3 separate regions of the Drosophila melanogaster genome follow, and all the other regions are linked to region 1. A link is a contact called in public Hi-C and targeted proximity ligation data. All regions are on one chromosome and are shown on one strand. The core of a region is the stretch at or near the end of the contact, and the rest is flanking DNA. Distances in the headings are between cores, read along the strand shown. Region 1 holds the start of aop (anterior open). Region 2 holds the start of Bacc (Bacchus). Region 3 holds the start of lilli (lilliputian).

Evidence for each region. A called contact is a pair of places that touch in the nucleus more often than the background predicts.
Region 2: a contact with region 1 is called in a targeted proximity ligation map of the Kc167 cell line, with 5 times the contacts expected there. A contact is called at or near these places in 6 of 107 Hi-C or Micro-C datasets (the S2 cell line, cellular blastoderm embryo, embryo and 2 more) and 2 of 7 datasets of targeted methods (both in the Kc167 cell line).
Region 3: a contact with region 1 is called in a Hi-C map of the Kc167 cell line, with 6 times the contacts expected there. A contact is called at or near these places in 2 of 107 Hi-C or Micro-C datasets (the Kc167 cell line and wing imaginal disc).

What each region holds. Positions count from the first base shown.
Region 1 is chr2L:2,177,367-2,180,066 of dm6, forward strand. aop (anterior open) reads right to left here and starts at 1,388. Exons shown (of 4, transcript NM_078731.3): 1 at 481-1,388.
Region 2 is chr2L:2,751,150-2,753,849 of dm6, forward strand. It overlaps Bacc (Bacchus), which reads left to right and starts at 1,296. Exons shown (of 4, transcript NM_001273031.2): 1 at 1,296-1,691; 2 at 2,223-2,511. The coding sequence starts at 2,266. It overlaps Pgk (Phosphoglycerate kinase), which reads right to left and starts at 1,919. Exons shown (of 4, transcript NM_001273029.1): 1 at 1,846-1,919.
Region 3 is chr2L:2,884,620-2,887,449 of dm6, forward strand. lilli (lilliputian) reads left to right here and starts at 1,310. Exons shown (of 12, transcript NM_078740.3): 1 at 1,310-1,959. It overlaps NTPase (NTPase,), which reads right to left and starts at 1,231. Exons shown (of 4, transcript NM_164515.3): 1 at 1,014-1,231.

The DNA.
Region 1 (2,700 bases), core at 138-2,637:
CCAAATATAGCCCAAGTTATCTGTTTACACGTGTAGATCCGACAAATTGTTGACCTCAACCAGAGACCAAAACTCAGACATTGTAAGACGTCGGGTGGAGCGAAGTGGGGAAGTCATATGCAGCAGATAACCAAAGCCAGATTAAGGTGGAGCAATTATTTATCAGCTGCTCAGACAAGACACTTTTCTGTTTCCATGACCATTGTGACGTAGTTATGGGAAATACATGTACCAAAAGATGGTGTTTTAACCAATTCGTAAAAAAAAGCAACGACGGCAATGGAGTGATACAGGGGTAATGTCTGTAAACACCGATTCTTGCACGATTACGAATATAAAAGAACTCCAGATATAAAAACCATTGTGCTTACATATTGAGAAAAAATGTTTTTATTTTTGACACTCTTTTCTGCTACTATTTTGACAATGGTTAATTTAACAGTTCACAACAAAAAGTATACAAATTATCAAAATTCTCACCTGTTTGCTCCACTGTGCACTGTGGTTACGTACTGTAAGGTGAGTGAGTGAATTTGTCTGTTTGCGTTGGGCTTCGGATTCGATTCTTGAGCTTTTTAGCGACAGAAGCAACGCGGAAGCGGATATGTCCAGATCCCAGAATGCTTTAGCTTTTGCTTCGCTTTCTTGTTTTATTTTTGTTTTTGGTTTTGTTTCTGTTAATTCGATGTTGTTCTTGTTGTTATCTGCTGATGACGAAGAGGGCGTCGCGCCAAGTTGCCATTGTTGTTTGTGTTGCTGTTTCCTTTTGGTGAGGGGCGCCGCGTGGGCGGTGGTTGTGTGCTTTTGGGGCTAATCCAGGCTCTCTGTTTTTGTTTTTGTTTTCGCTTCGTTCTGCGACAAATGCCAGCCGTAAAGCGGAGCAAATGAATAAGAAGAAGGCGAAGTCAAGCGTTTTTACTTCCGCCGCCGCCTCAGCAGCACGCACACACAGGCAGACGCGGGCACACAAACGCACACGCACACTGTAAGACACTCACGCGATGCACTTGCACTCTGGCGTTTTGTTCGTGTATTTGTTGTTGTACTTTGGCATTTCCTCTTTCGTCTTCCTTTTCACTTTTGCTTGCACTTCTTGTTGCGTTGCTTTGCTCTCGCTGATGTTGCTGTTGTTGTTGGCGTTGTTGCTGTCGCTCTTGTTTATTTTTTATTTCCGTTTCGCGCACACACACACCGGGCAATGTAAACACACACCGAGTTAAGAAGAACCGTTTATTTCCTCAACGCCGCGCACGAATTAAATTCTATTAATTGTGAATTAATCAATTTAAAACATATTAGTTTGCCATTTACAGCAGAATGTCTAGTTGCTTTCAGGAGCGACTCTTCTACACGTCCGCCCAGCACGGCAGTTTCTTTTTGACTGCCGATTCGATTCGAACAGGCGGCGAACATGAACAAGTCGGCGCATGCGGAGAGAGAATCGAAAGAGAAAGAGAAGCAAAGAGAGCGACATACAGCAAAAACAATTCAAAAAGAACTGGTGAAGAATACGAAAATAAGATAATTTTTTAAGGAAGTCGCGCTTTGATCCGTATCCGTTTTAGCGTCCAAGATTTATATCTTAAATCGGACCTATATTTTGAGGTACAGTGAAGCTTTGATGCGCCAGTCTTATATGAGTTAAAGTTTTAACGATTGAAAGACACCCCTGAGCTGCTCATTATATTTCAATATTTATAAACAATCTTATATCAGAGCTTGAGAGACTTGCATGCGCCACAAAATTCCAATTCCAATTCCGGAATAATTTCACAATAATCTCAATTAACATACGTATTTTATGTTCGTAATTTTTTAAAATTCCCAGATTCCCCACAATTGCCATAATAATCTCGATTATGTTATTATACTCTGAGAAGTAGGAGTGTGTGCAAAGACCACAAACAAATCATTAGGCGCGTAAACATTTACAGATCCACCATCCACTTCCTTGGCAACGAAAGAAGCAACAGCTCGCAGAGGTAATAATTTAAATAATTTAAAACCCACCAAAGTTTACTACGAAACAACTCAATAGGCAACCGCTGTCTGTGGGCGGCGTCGAATTCGCGTGGGGCGCTCGATTTAGTTGTTAATCAATAGAAGATAAAGTTTAAACAAACGATTCATGCTGATACCAGAAGCATGGGCGCCGAAATACCAAGGGATCGTTCTCTCACTAGATAACATACACACCTATTGTGACTGGAAACTTGAAATGATCGAGCATGCCATACCCATTAGCTGTCAATTGTGACTATTGGCGAGCTTTTTGCACATAAACCATAGATAAGACAATTCCGTGAACTCTAATCAGTGTGCGATAATGCTCTCAAGCATTTGAAATAATTATGAATACGACCCCCTGGCCGAAAATGAAATAAGCGCCACGCGCCTGGGAAAAGCGCTCTATTGTAATACAAAATGTTTGGAGGTGCTAGCTGATAGGTGTTTTCGATCCCATAAATCTTGGATCTTCATGGAAACCAGTTGGCAATCTTTAATTATAAATTGTTGGAACATTTCCGCTCGGCTGCGACGGAAAATCTCTTTGGAAAGGGGGCGGGGCTGGGGTTCCTCGTCAGGTTGCTTGGACGGTCGGTTGGTCGGTCGGTCGGTGGGCCTGAAGATGCGCTCAGTTGCACTGCATCCGCTTTGGGGTCTCCAGTCGCCTCAGTTGGCTAACCAGTTTCTCCCCGA
Region 2 (2,700 bases), core at 46-2,545, 570 kb after region 1:
CGGTAGGCGGCCCATGGAAGCACAGCGAAATGGAGACGCAAATCGGCTTATCAGGCAGCGATGTTCAGGCAAAAAGTCATCGCTGCTCCTCAAATATGTGATAACTGAGTGGACGACGGGCCACGATTACAGGTGTTTACGTTCACCATGCCGCCTCGGTTGGGATGCCGCGGAACATGTTCGCCGGTTTTAATTAGCGATCCGCCTGTCGACAGTCGTCCGCTCGCTCTGTCGTCGACCGTATTATTCAGATTACCAGATATATAGCCTAGGTATTCGTATTTGCCATTGCTTTCGCACGAAAATAGCTGAAAGCGTGAGAGGCTGTCCAATCGAAACTCGACTGTTGGATACCCGGCAAACGATAGTTATTACCCTTTCGTCGATAGGCTACTGGAAATAGCACCAAGAACCTTATGTCTTCCGGTCGAATTCCTCTAGTATTACTTTATGGGTTGTTATTCCGCTCGTTAATGTGCACATTTTGAATGAACTTGAAGATCAACCTCGCAGTGATTGTCCCACTGATAACACAGATTTATAGAGAAGAGCCAGTACAACTCGAGCACGTTGACTACCAGGTGATATGGGCGATATGTTATAGCCTACTCGGCAGTTCCAGTTTCCCATATATTGGGCGATTCCTGAACCCACTGGGTTCGTGCGGCGAACGAAGCCATCACCATCAAATGGTCGAACCACAAGTGCGGGATCAACAGAAAGATTGGCACATGAAAAAAGAGTCAAGGGTGGACCCAATTCGACGAGTGATAGGCATTGGCATTTAAGTCGAAGTCTTTGGTGGGGCCATTAGGACTTAAGGATGTTTAATATTTCTGGAAATTGCCGATTTCGAAAACTAACCCTTAAATGTTTTCGAATCTTATGGGGTTGCAAATTGCTGTTTTCTTGCTATTTCTCCAGTTCTCTAATTCTAGTTTTAAGACGCATAATCCCGGAATAGAGCATTTCCCCGATTGCGTGCATCTAAATAGTTAGAATCTCAAAAATAGCTGCCCGCTTTCCTGGTCCGCGAAAATCACCTGCTTCCCCACACGTTACCAATCAATTGACCCCAATCCGCGACGACATTGCGTCCCACGCTGGTCCACTCTATAAATACGAATACCGTGCTGAATACAACACACAGCACACACATCTGCATCTGCGGCAACAATGCTGCAACACTTCTTCCCATCGGCAACATCCACATCCACTGTTCTGCTCTGTTCTGTTCTGTTCCACCGACGAACGGTCAGAACGCCACAGAGTGACTGCACCACACACACCACACACCACCATCGCCGCTACCAACCCCCAGACCCCGCCCCCAGGCCCACAAGCGCACCACTGGCGCGCGCAATTTTCAAATTTACCGCCAAACGCGCCCACAACCGTACTCACGGAACCCAAGCAGATTTTGTATGGAATTAATCAGGAAACCCACTCAACTTGTCATTTGCGGATCTAGTTTTGATCGCAGCGCCTCGGGAAAAAGCCCAAAATTAAGCGGATACTACCAGCTATAGCCTCGATCAGTCTCTGAACCGATCCGAACAAAGGTATTCAAGTTATAGGCAAAAATGTCTGCAACCGATTTGGCGCAAGAAGAAGCAAGCGGCAATTTCTAGCCATCGAACGGACGGCAAGCTCAGTCTTGTACGAACCGTCGACGGGAGCACATATCGGTGGTTAGCAAACCAAAGGAAAACGGATATTCCATACATCAGTGGGGCCTACGAGTAAATCCTTTTGCCTGCCGTAGCGCCGCCTGATATATGGCACCTCCTAAAGCCTTACTATATAGATACTATATTATCAGAAAATCACCGCAAAATAATATACCAAAAATCCAACGATCGCTCTGCTCTGGGCTGTTGTTGTTGTCTTATCGACTGCGGCTGTACAAATGCCGCGGCGATTTTTTGAGTGTATTGTATGGGCCAATGGCGTGGGAGAGAGAGAGCGAGTGAGCGTCGTAACGATTTCGGGGAGAGCGAAAAAGAGAGCAGCGAGAGCGTTTAAAGAAAGTTACTCTCTCCTCGAGAGGCAGTGCTTAAATAGACGGCCCGCAGCTGAATCGCATTCAGTGTGTTTGTGTGCTTCGTTCGGTGCGGTTCTCTCTGTCTCTCTCTCGCCTTCCCCGAGTATTTTGCGCTGGTTTTTTGTCAACAACAAGACAATCCACAAAACCAACCCGAATTGTTCTCTATATAACGCAGAAACTAAATAGTTCCGGAAAACCTCAAAGAAACCAATTCAAATATGTCGGCTGCTACGGAACAACAGAACAACGGCGATGTGGCCGTGGAGAAGGTGGCGGCAGATGATGTGTCTGCTGTCAAGGACGATCTCAAGGCGAAGGCGGCCGCCGAGGATAAGGCCGCTGCTGCCGATGCCGCCGGCGACGCGGCCGACAACGGTACGTCAAAGGACGGCGAGGATGCCGCCGATGCCGCCGCCGCTGCCCCCGCAAAGGAATCCGTGAAAGGCACCAAGAGGCCAGCAGAAGTGAGTACTGATCTATGTGACTAGGTAGTTGTTTACGCGGTAAAACCAAAAGGAGGCCCCTCTAATGATTCACTCCAAGCCAATATGCCAGTAGCATAGCATTGTTCGAGGAAAAATTCTAGAAATAGATATACACACGTTTTTCGGAACAGCGCACTCTCCCAATGGCTTACATATGCCCCCAAAAGA
Region 3 (2,830 bases), core at 60-2,559, 710 kb after region 1:
CTGGTCACCCTAATGCGAATACGAAAATATTTCAAAATAAACCGGCCGGCATTAAGATGTTGATAGAAAACCCACTAGTCATCTCTTTCGTAACTAAAATCAAAATTTGCATAATTGTTAACAAAAGCGTGCTTAGCGGCCATTGCGTATCTATATTTAAATGTCTTGTAAACATACATTTTCAGATACAAATTGGCACAATCGAATAGAATAGAACTTGAAACGATTATTCTGCGAGTCATTTGATGTTTTACTTCCGCGTCAAAAGAGCAGCAATTTGAGGAATTCGCATGTGTGCGTGTGTGTGTGAGAGAGCGCCATGAAATTGGCATTAAATTTGTGCTGTGGATTGCCCTTTTGACCTTTTCCTTACTTTTCTCTTTCGCACATCGGTGTTCGTCATTCTGTCGTCGTTACTTTTCACTTAAATTATGTAAATACGCGAGCGTTTGTTTATTTCGGATCGATTGCTGCCGATCGCCGAGCGGAACGCACTAATGTCGATCTAATCTAATGATGGCCGCGCCCGCCGAATGATAAACTCTGATCAGGAAGCCAACGCGCACGGAATGGCGTCTTGGAATCAACTAAAAACATTTATTTACCACCTGCTCATTTATATGCTGCAGCCCTATCAGCTGTTCGCTGCGGCGCCCACTATCAGCGCATACGGCCACACTGCGGGGGCGGCAGGGATGCCAAAAATTGATGTGGATAACATAGAAATATTTAAAATTGTGAAATTATTCGATTTTGATAAGTATACTTCTTAACGGAATTCTGATAACAGGTGCAGAAATCCAGTGCATAGTACTATAATTGACATATATTAGAGGATTCGTTGTGCCTTAATCCGCTATTTAAATCAATAAGGATTTATCATAGATTCATTCGTAGATTCTTATCATTATTTTGTACCGACAAATAAGATAATTGGATTCAATAGATATTCATTCAAGCTAAGTGTAGATTAGATTATATAGGTATATCATATTTCCCATTAAGATACTTGCCCATTCCAAAATTGGGTTTTCTGGATTAGACATTGAGATAAGAAACCAGTGTTGAAAACCAACACTGAAAACTGCTTATGAATTTTCAAAAACGCTCGGATAAACACATTGCTAGATAAAACTCAGATCGTTAGACAAACCGGTTCCAAAAATCATTCATTAAGTAAGAGAAAATCGAAATTTTTAGCAAATATGCGGTACCGACATTTTCCAGAACTGGACCTATCGTCGCACAGCTGATCGCCCGCCAATCAGCTGGGCGATAGTTGCCGTATCGATAGCCGACCCATCGATAACGATATGTGTATTTTCCTGCTCTCTCTGCACCAACACAAAACACGCAACTAAATTTCGGTTAAAAACCCCTACTAAAAACAATGCAATCGAAACGGAACCATATAAAGTGATTAAATGGCCAACGCGGCGGAGGCGAAATGCGAGCGCAGTGCATTTTCCGGATGAAATCGCGTTTTCGGGGAAACTTACACAAACATTTTTTTCGTAAGCGCTCTCATGTTGTCTCTTTCGCACAGCAGAATTACTAGTTGCTGTGTGTGTGCGTGCGTGCGTTTGTGTGTGCCGTATGCCGTGTGCCAGTGTGTGCGTGCGTGTGAGTGTGAGTGTGAGTGACTTTGACTGCAGTTCGCGTACGTTTTTTATTAATACACCACATAACAACAATCACAACAACAACAAACAGTAATGGAAACTAAACATATTTAATGCGAGGAGACCAGAAATCGTCTAAAACGGCAAGGCTTTATCACCATCGCCACCACCACCAACAGCACAGCAACAACAACAAATTACTACAGCATATATGCTAGTGTGCGTAAACGTATTTGTGTTAAATAATGTTTAAACTGGCATTTCTGATTTCGCACACAAAACAATATTAAGTTGTAGTCACCAGCAGAGAGGAGCAATTGAAGCAAACGAAAAAGAGGTAAGTGCAAAAAGCAGACAATTGTTATAAACAAAATGTGTCAAAAGTTCGTCATGTCGTCGCGCGCTCTCTCTCTCTTTTTTGCTCGTTCTCCCTCTCTCTCTCCGCTCTGTCCTTCTCTCTCCCGCCACGCCGAAAAGAAATTAATTTTGATATTTTTTCCCTGCTTTTTTGTTGCACTCTCTCGCTCTCGCAAACTTTTAATTTTAATTTGCTATGCGCAGCGAATTCGCGCGCAAAGGCAACAAAAAAAGAGGCAATGCAAAGGCAGCAGCAACAACAATACAGGCAAAGTAATAAACGTCAAAATGCCAGACGGACAATTCCTCTCTCATGCGCTCTTTCCGTCGCTGTGTGCGTGCGTGTGTGTGTGTGTGTTTGGGTTTGCTAGCTTTTTGTTTTTATCAATTATTTAGGTAGGTGTTTGCCTTAAAAAGAATAACTGAAACGCAGAAAAATACCAATACTTGTATACTCCAAGTAAAAAAGGGTGAAAGGACACTATCGGCTCAACAAGGAGAATGCAAATGCTATAAGTAGGAGGGGGAGAGAGAGTCACACGCACACACACCTCAAGCAATTCTGATAAGAACAATTGTTATTTGTTTGAAAGCCGACATTCCAATAGTCCACGTCCATTCGCCCAAACGTTGAAAATAATCGACAAACTTAAATACTATTGTGTTTGTTCGCGAACCCAGAGATGCTTTGCCAACTGATGAAATAAATATGGCCAATGCCGTCAGAATAAAGCGAAAATACCATTGTGGTTGGAATTCTCTTAATGTTAACATTGATTACTCCATTTTCTACTTTCTAAACAATGTATTGTATTCAATATTTATATTGATAATATCGAAATAGATAATTG